2 separate regions of the Rattus norvegicus genome follow, and region 1 is linked to region 2. A link is a contact called in public Hi-C data. All regions are on one chromosome and are shown on one strand. The core of a region is the stretch at or near the end of the contact, and the rest is flanking DNA. Distances in the headings are between cores, read along the strand shown.

Region 1 (2,857 bases), core at 27-2,526, 300 kb before region 2:
CCACACTTGCCTTAAATCACAACACTGGGGAGGCAGATCTTTGTGATTTCAAGGCCAGCCTAGTCTAGAAATCTGAGTCCAGAACAGCCAGGGCTGTTACACAGAGAAACCCTGTTAAAACAACAAAACCAAAACCAAAGAAACTATTGAAACTATTGAGAGTGAATTGGATGAAGGCTTTAATCTTCTTCATTAGCTCCATGACGAATGAGGAGGAAACACTTTATACTAGAGATAAGTGCATGACATCACTGTGTCCCGGTGGGATATCTTTTAGTTGTTGACAGTTTTGTCACTATAGTAACGGACTTATCTAGAGCTTCTGGACTTCTCAAAATGTGTGGTGGTGGTCTGGGAAGGGCAGTGTTTAGGCTTGCTGGGAGTCTGGTTGTCTTTTCCTTTTGATACACATTATGCATAGCTAGTGAGCGTCCCAGGTGGTTCAGAGGGTGTGTAGTGGGGCAGTGTTCGTGTGTTAGCCCCCAAGTGGAGGGCAGGGGCACCATGTCATCAGCAGCCTTCCGTAGTCAGCAGACAGCTTGAAAGGGTGTGGGTTGCTATGAGGGATCTGTATGGGGCTGCCTCTGCCAAGTTTTCTATGAAAGTTCTTGGAAGATATTAGGTAGAAGGAAAGAAGGAGGGAGGAAGGGAGGGAGGAAGGAAGGAAGGGAGGGAGGGAGGGAGGGAGGGAGGGAGGGAGGGAGGGAGGGAGGGAAGGAATGGAGAGATCCCACCTGAGTTGCTTTCTTGTTATTTGCCCCCTACCCGTGTCAGGTCCCTACCCCCATCAGTGTTCCCCCATGAAGAACAGAGCTCCTAGAGAAGGTAGCCACTTGGTTTAATTGTGTCCCTTCCACATCATTTCAATGTGCGCCTTAAAACCAATACAGGAAGAAGCATCTTGTGCCTTTTCTGCCCAGCCATCCCATTGTTTGCCTAAAACCAAATGAGGACACCTGGCCTGTGGGGACTGTCAGTGCGGCCCCATGGGGCTCCAGCTCCATCTTGCCCATCTCATGGGCTTATATTAAGGTGAGTTTAAGAACGTGTGTTACTGTGGAGGGGTGGGACTCACTTTCTTAGAGGGGCTAAAAATGAACTCTGTGACTTGAGGTGCTGATGGCTGGGGTCATGTCCAGTGCTGGGTGGAGGAAACCTAGAAGGCCACCCAGAACTGTTTCATCTGTTCCTTTAGATTCTCATGATGGCTTTGCATTTTTCCAGACACCGTTAAGCTCCGTGAGTCATGCGAGTGTTCTGGCTGCGTCATCTGGTTTCCTGTTGAGTACAGTCAGCTCCGAGCAAGCGAGGAGCGCTGCACATGGCCATTGGGACACTCTGCTGAGATCTTGGGGGGACAGGATGGGGTGCATTTCTAGGAGGCATGGAGGATGAGTAGGATGGATTGGGAATTGGGGTGGTTTCAGACTCGGGGGACTGTGATTTTAGGGGTAACGGAACTTTGTCAGAGAACAGGCTTATCCCCCTTTGTCCTTCTCCACAGAAACATTCAAACCAGAATCGATTTTATGCAGCTCTTGTTCAGACTGACCTGCCCACCTTCTAGAATGTCAAATCTGTGAACAGGCACTCTTGCTAGGTTGCTAATTAGAACAGTGTTTTCAAAACCAATGGCCCTTGGTAAAGGGAGGGTGGCCTCGGGTGAGACAAAAACCCGGACTCAGCTATACAAGTCGTGCTGGGTAACTGTGGGGCTGGCGCTGTCTGAGTGCGATGACATTTATGATTCTTTTTTAAAGCTTATTTCTGAGACACAGTGTCTTTATCCAGTCTGGTACAAGCTTGTGGTTCTCTCGGATTAGCCTCCCAAGTGTGGGACTAGAGGCATAGGTGGTCATGTGACTGCTTGGTATTTGTGATTCCTTTTTACATAATATTCTGAGACTTTGTTTATTGTATGTATATGGGTGTTTCGTCTTCGTGTGGGTCTGTGTACTGTGTCTATACGGTGCCTGTTGGAGGTATCAGATTGCCTGGGATTGGAATTATACAGATTCCAATTCGTCACTGTACAGGTCCTGGAATGGGTCTTTTGGAAGAGCAGCCAGTGTTCTTAACCACTAAGCCATTTCTCCAGTCCCTATAATTCTTTGTTTTATTTTTGTTGTTTTCCCTTTTTAGTTTGTTTTTGTTTTTAAGACAGGAGTCTTTGAGCTCCGAATCCAGCTCCTTCTGTCTCCCAAGTCTTGGCTTTCCCAGCATGCATCTCAAAGCATGCTTCATTTATGATTTTTAATGAAAAGTTTATTGGAAGCAAAGGCAACAGTTCTGTACCCCGGAGCCTTGATGCCGTCTTTGAAGTGTTGTGCAAGTCGTTTGCAAATTAGAGAAACAAACCCAATGAGAATGAAAATTGTCTTCTTTGCAAACAACCAAATCCCCCGGTCCCTTTGATCCATGGATCCTATTAAATTGGACTATTTGTATAAACATATTTGGGCTGGAGATGGCTTCTTACATATAGAAAGTAAAGCCCCTAAGGCTGTTTTGGCCATATGCCCAGAACACCAAACAGAGTATGAGTTTTCAAGCTAAATAAGTAGTGTTTATTTGAGCCTTATCTTATTTCAGGTTATTACTTCTCCTTACCCTCTGTACTGCACTGTGGAGACTCACGAAGGATAATCTCTTCCTGATGCCCCGAACCCTCCTTGCTTCCTACCTTCACTGCCTGGTCTCACCAGCATGTGTTTTGGCCCCGTCCCACTGAGAATAAAACCCAACTGATGTGGCCTTGTGCTTAGAGCCATCAGCATTTAGAGAATGATGCTTGGTGACTCTGACATGTAGGAAGTTGACTGGGCCACATCCATGTCAAAGCAAAGACTCAGGACGT
Region 2 (3,134 bases), core at 352-2,851:
CACTCGTGCTCTCCTAAAAAAAAAAAAAAATGTCCCAGAAGACAAGGGAGCCCACAGATAAAATCTCAGCTTCCTGGTATAACTTCAAGCATTTACTGAGTCTGAAATGGTTTGAGGCATTTGGCCCCATGATAGTCTAGTGATATCTGGTTCTCTCCCGACCTTCTCTTGCTTAGGACCACAGCATCCCTGGGTATCCACACATTCTCCCAGTCCCAGCTTCACGGCTTGCATTTAAACTCCTCACAGCCTTTGAGGAATCTAGCACAGGTTTCCATCCTCAGCACCTAACAGCCAAAGCATCAAAGGAGGTGTAAGCAGTGTCCCACACTATGCAGAGGCTGCCCATGGTTGATGTGACAGCTCCTTCTACAGCCCAAGTGTGATGTGCAGCAAGGCCCTCTCTCTTCTTCACCACAGTCCTTGGTGGCCAGAAGTGTGACACTCAGGCCTCTGGCTGCCTGTAAGTCATATCGTCCTTATTCCAAATTCCATCTCTTGGCAGAGCCTCAAGGATAGCTAGAATGTGGAAGGGAAAACATTCAGTTTTCCAATGAGATAACTGACTGAATCATTAGTAGGGTTATAAGTAAATTTTGGTTTAAAGGAAATGCATCGCTTTACCATTAATAAATCATTTCTTTTATTTAAGAGAAGAGAGTACCATGCATGTATAACAGAATAAGTTGTGATTGTTGTAACTTGGCCTTGTGTAACTTGAAAATAGAAATACCTTCTTTATCTTACTGTGCAAAATCTTTAAAACTGGGAGCTTTCCTGGAGCTGCTGAAATGGCTCAGTTTAAGAGCACTGGCTCCTATCTCTGAGGACCCAGATTTGATGGCCTGAATCCACATGGCAGCTTACAACCATCTATAACTCTGGTTCTTGGGGATCTAATGTCTCTGTGGGCTCTTCAAGCAAATAATGCACAAACATACATTTAAGCAAAACAACTACACACATAAATTTATATATATATATATGTTATTTATTTATATATATCCTTTTACAATTAAAGCAAGACTTTTCTGAATACTAAGAAAGATCACTTGAAAGGGATTTTACCCCTTTGTATGGATAGAAAATTTCATAGGTTTTTTTAAACTATTTTTATTAATGCTTCAGAAATATTAAATTCCATGGATATCTATCTATCTACAACAACCTGGGAAAACTCTTCAGAGGACATAAAACATATCCCTTAAAAGAAGTATCCTTAAATGAACCATCATTAATCAGAATGAGCCAGCTCAGTCCTCTCTGAATTTGAGCCATGAAGAATTTACAATTGTAAGGAGGACATTTTCTCTCACTCCTTTGTGTCTGAAGGCTAGAGTTTTTTGTCTTCCCTAACTCTGGACTTTCTGTCGACAGTATCACCCATCTGCTTATCCCAGATTCACCCCAAACAAAAGGACAAGACAATTTATACTTTGTTTAAAAACTGACTTTTCAAGCTAATACAATGCGATTCCTCTCCCCCCCCCCCCCCCCGGCAATCAAATTGAAGTTTAAACAATATGACTCAGTACTACACATTCATTGGGTTTCTTCATTTCCTGTGAGCTACAGCCTCCTCTGGGTCAATATTTAGCCTTTCCTTCCTATTAACTCTGTGGTTTGGTGTGTATTCTCAGCATTGCTATCTTATTCGTAGGTTGGTTTCATTCTTAATGAAAAATTTTCAAATATATACAAAACCATGGATTACATAAGAACCCTCTATTTATCCCTCACCTTACTTTGGCAAGAGTCACAAGCAATTCTTATTTCATCTGTAACTCTGCCCATTTCACTACCACCACCTTCTCTTCCAACTATTTTTTATTAGTCATTTTATTCATTTACATTTCAAATTATATCCCCCTTCCCAGTTACCTCTCCATAAAACCCCCATCTCATGCCTCCCTCTGCCCGCTCCCGTTGGCCTCTCTATGAGGGGATTCCCCCACCCACTCACCCGCTCCCAAATTGTTATTTGCAATTAGGCGTTGATTTTTGTCAATATAACCATCTCTGTGTTTTCCGGTCCCTCTATACCAGACTATAACACCTTAATTAGTGGACTGGCTTTACCTCTGCTAGAAATCTGTAACTTTCACTTACAGTATTGTAACTTTCTGGGCCTCATTCATTCCCATTGTTCCTCAAACCTCTAGGAAGGTCCCTTGTGGTGGTCAAGCAGCTTACTTCAGTCCTAAAGCAGGGGCGCCACCCACTGGTAAGATGTAAAATGCTTTCAATAGCAAATGACCCCCATAGATACAGATGTTTGAGTACCTGGTTCCCAGTTAGTGAAACCATTCGGGAGGTGTGTGTTTGTTGGTTCAGGTGTGTGGTGAGCTTTGAGGTTTCAAAAGGCCAAACCACTCCAGTTTACCTCAATCTGCCTCCTGCTTGTGGATCAAAGAGCAAAGTCTTAGCAATAGCTCAGTGCCCTTGCCTGCCTGCTGCCATGCTCCCTTCTATGATGGCTGTGGAATCATCCTGTGAAACCGGAAACTACTAAGAAACCCTTTTGTCTATAAGTTGCCCTGCCCATGGTGTTTTGTCACAGCAATCGAAGCTCACAAAGACATTTGATAGAACTTAAAATTCTTAACCATACTGTCCCAGTTTGCTTTCCGTTATTGTGATAAACATCTTGACGCAGAGCAACTTAGGAGAAAGGGCGTGGCTCGTGTTTTATCCAAGGATGCGGTGGCCGGAACTCAGAGAAGAAACGGGGGGGGGGGGGACCACAAAGAAACACTGTTTACAAGCTTGCTTCCTCTGACTTACCTGCCCGGGATAGTACACTCGGTGTGGGATGAAACCCTTCCATCAATTAACACTTCAGAAAAAGTCCCACAGACATGCCCACGGGCCAACCCAACAGAAGCACTTCCTTAGCTGTGAGTCTCTCTCTGGGGGCCATGCGGGAGAAACAACAAATGGCTTTAGAACTCATGGGATTCGGCTCACGAGTTACCACAGGCACATGGGTGAGCCTCAGTGTGGCACGGCCCTGAGGACACATGTCTTGAGGACTTGATGCTGCTATGAATCTGATATCCCTCTGAATCAAAGAACTGTACGAAAACTTTAAGGGGCTTCCAGCCCCTCACTCGGCAGTATCTCTGGCATCCACA

Evidence for each region. Hi-C and Micro-C count contacts between places; a contact is called where the count stands out from the background.
Region 1: a Hi-C map of the Rat2 cell line shows a contact between it and region 2, with 9 times the contacts expected there. The contact joins two enhancer-like sites. A contact is called at or near these places in 5 of 12 Hi-C or Micro-C datasets (the Rat2 cell line, frontal cortex, hepatocytes and 2 more).

Annotation. Positions count from the first base shown.
Region 1 is chr1:237,308,525-237,311,381 of GRCr8, reverse strand. It overlaps Gldc (glycine decarboxylase), which reads left to right. Exons shown (of 25, transcript NM_001415944.1): 20 at 891-1,032. Among named protein-coding and RNA genes, the nearest start is that of Gldc, 66 kb to the left of the region's middle. Within about 2 kb of position 1,276, at least 8 of the 93 cell types and tissues checked have an H3K27ac peak or open chromatin away from gene starts, as enhancers often do.
Region 2 is chr1:237,005,043-237,008,176 of GRCr8, reverse strand. No RefSeq gene overlaps it. Among named protein-coding and RNA genes, the nearest start is that of Ranbp6, 16 kb to the right of the region's middle. Within about 2 kb of position 1,601, at least 5 of the 93 cell types and tissues checked have an H3K27ac peak or open chromatin away from gene starts, as enhancers often do.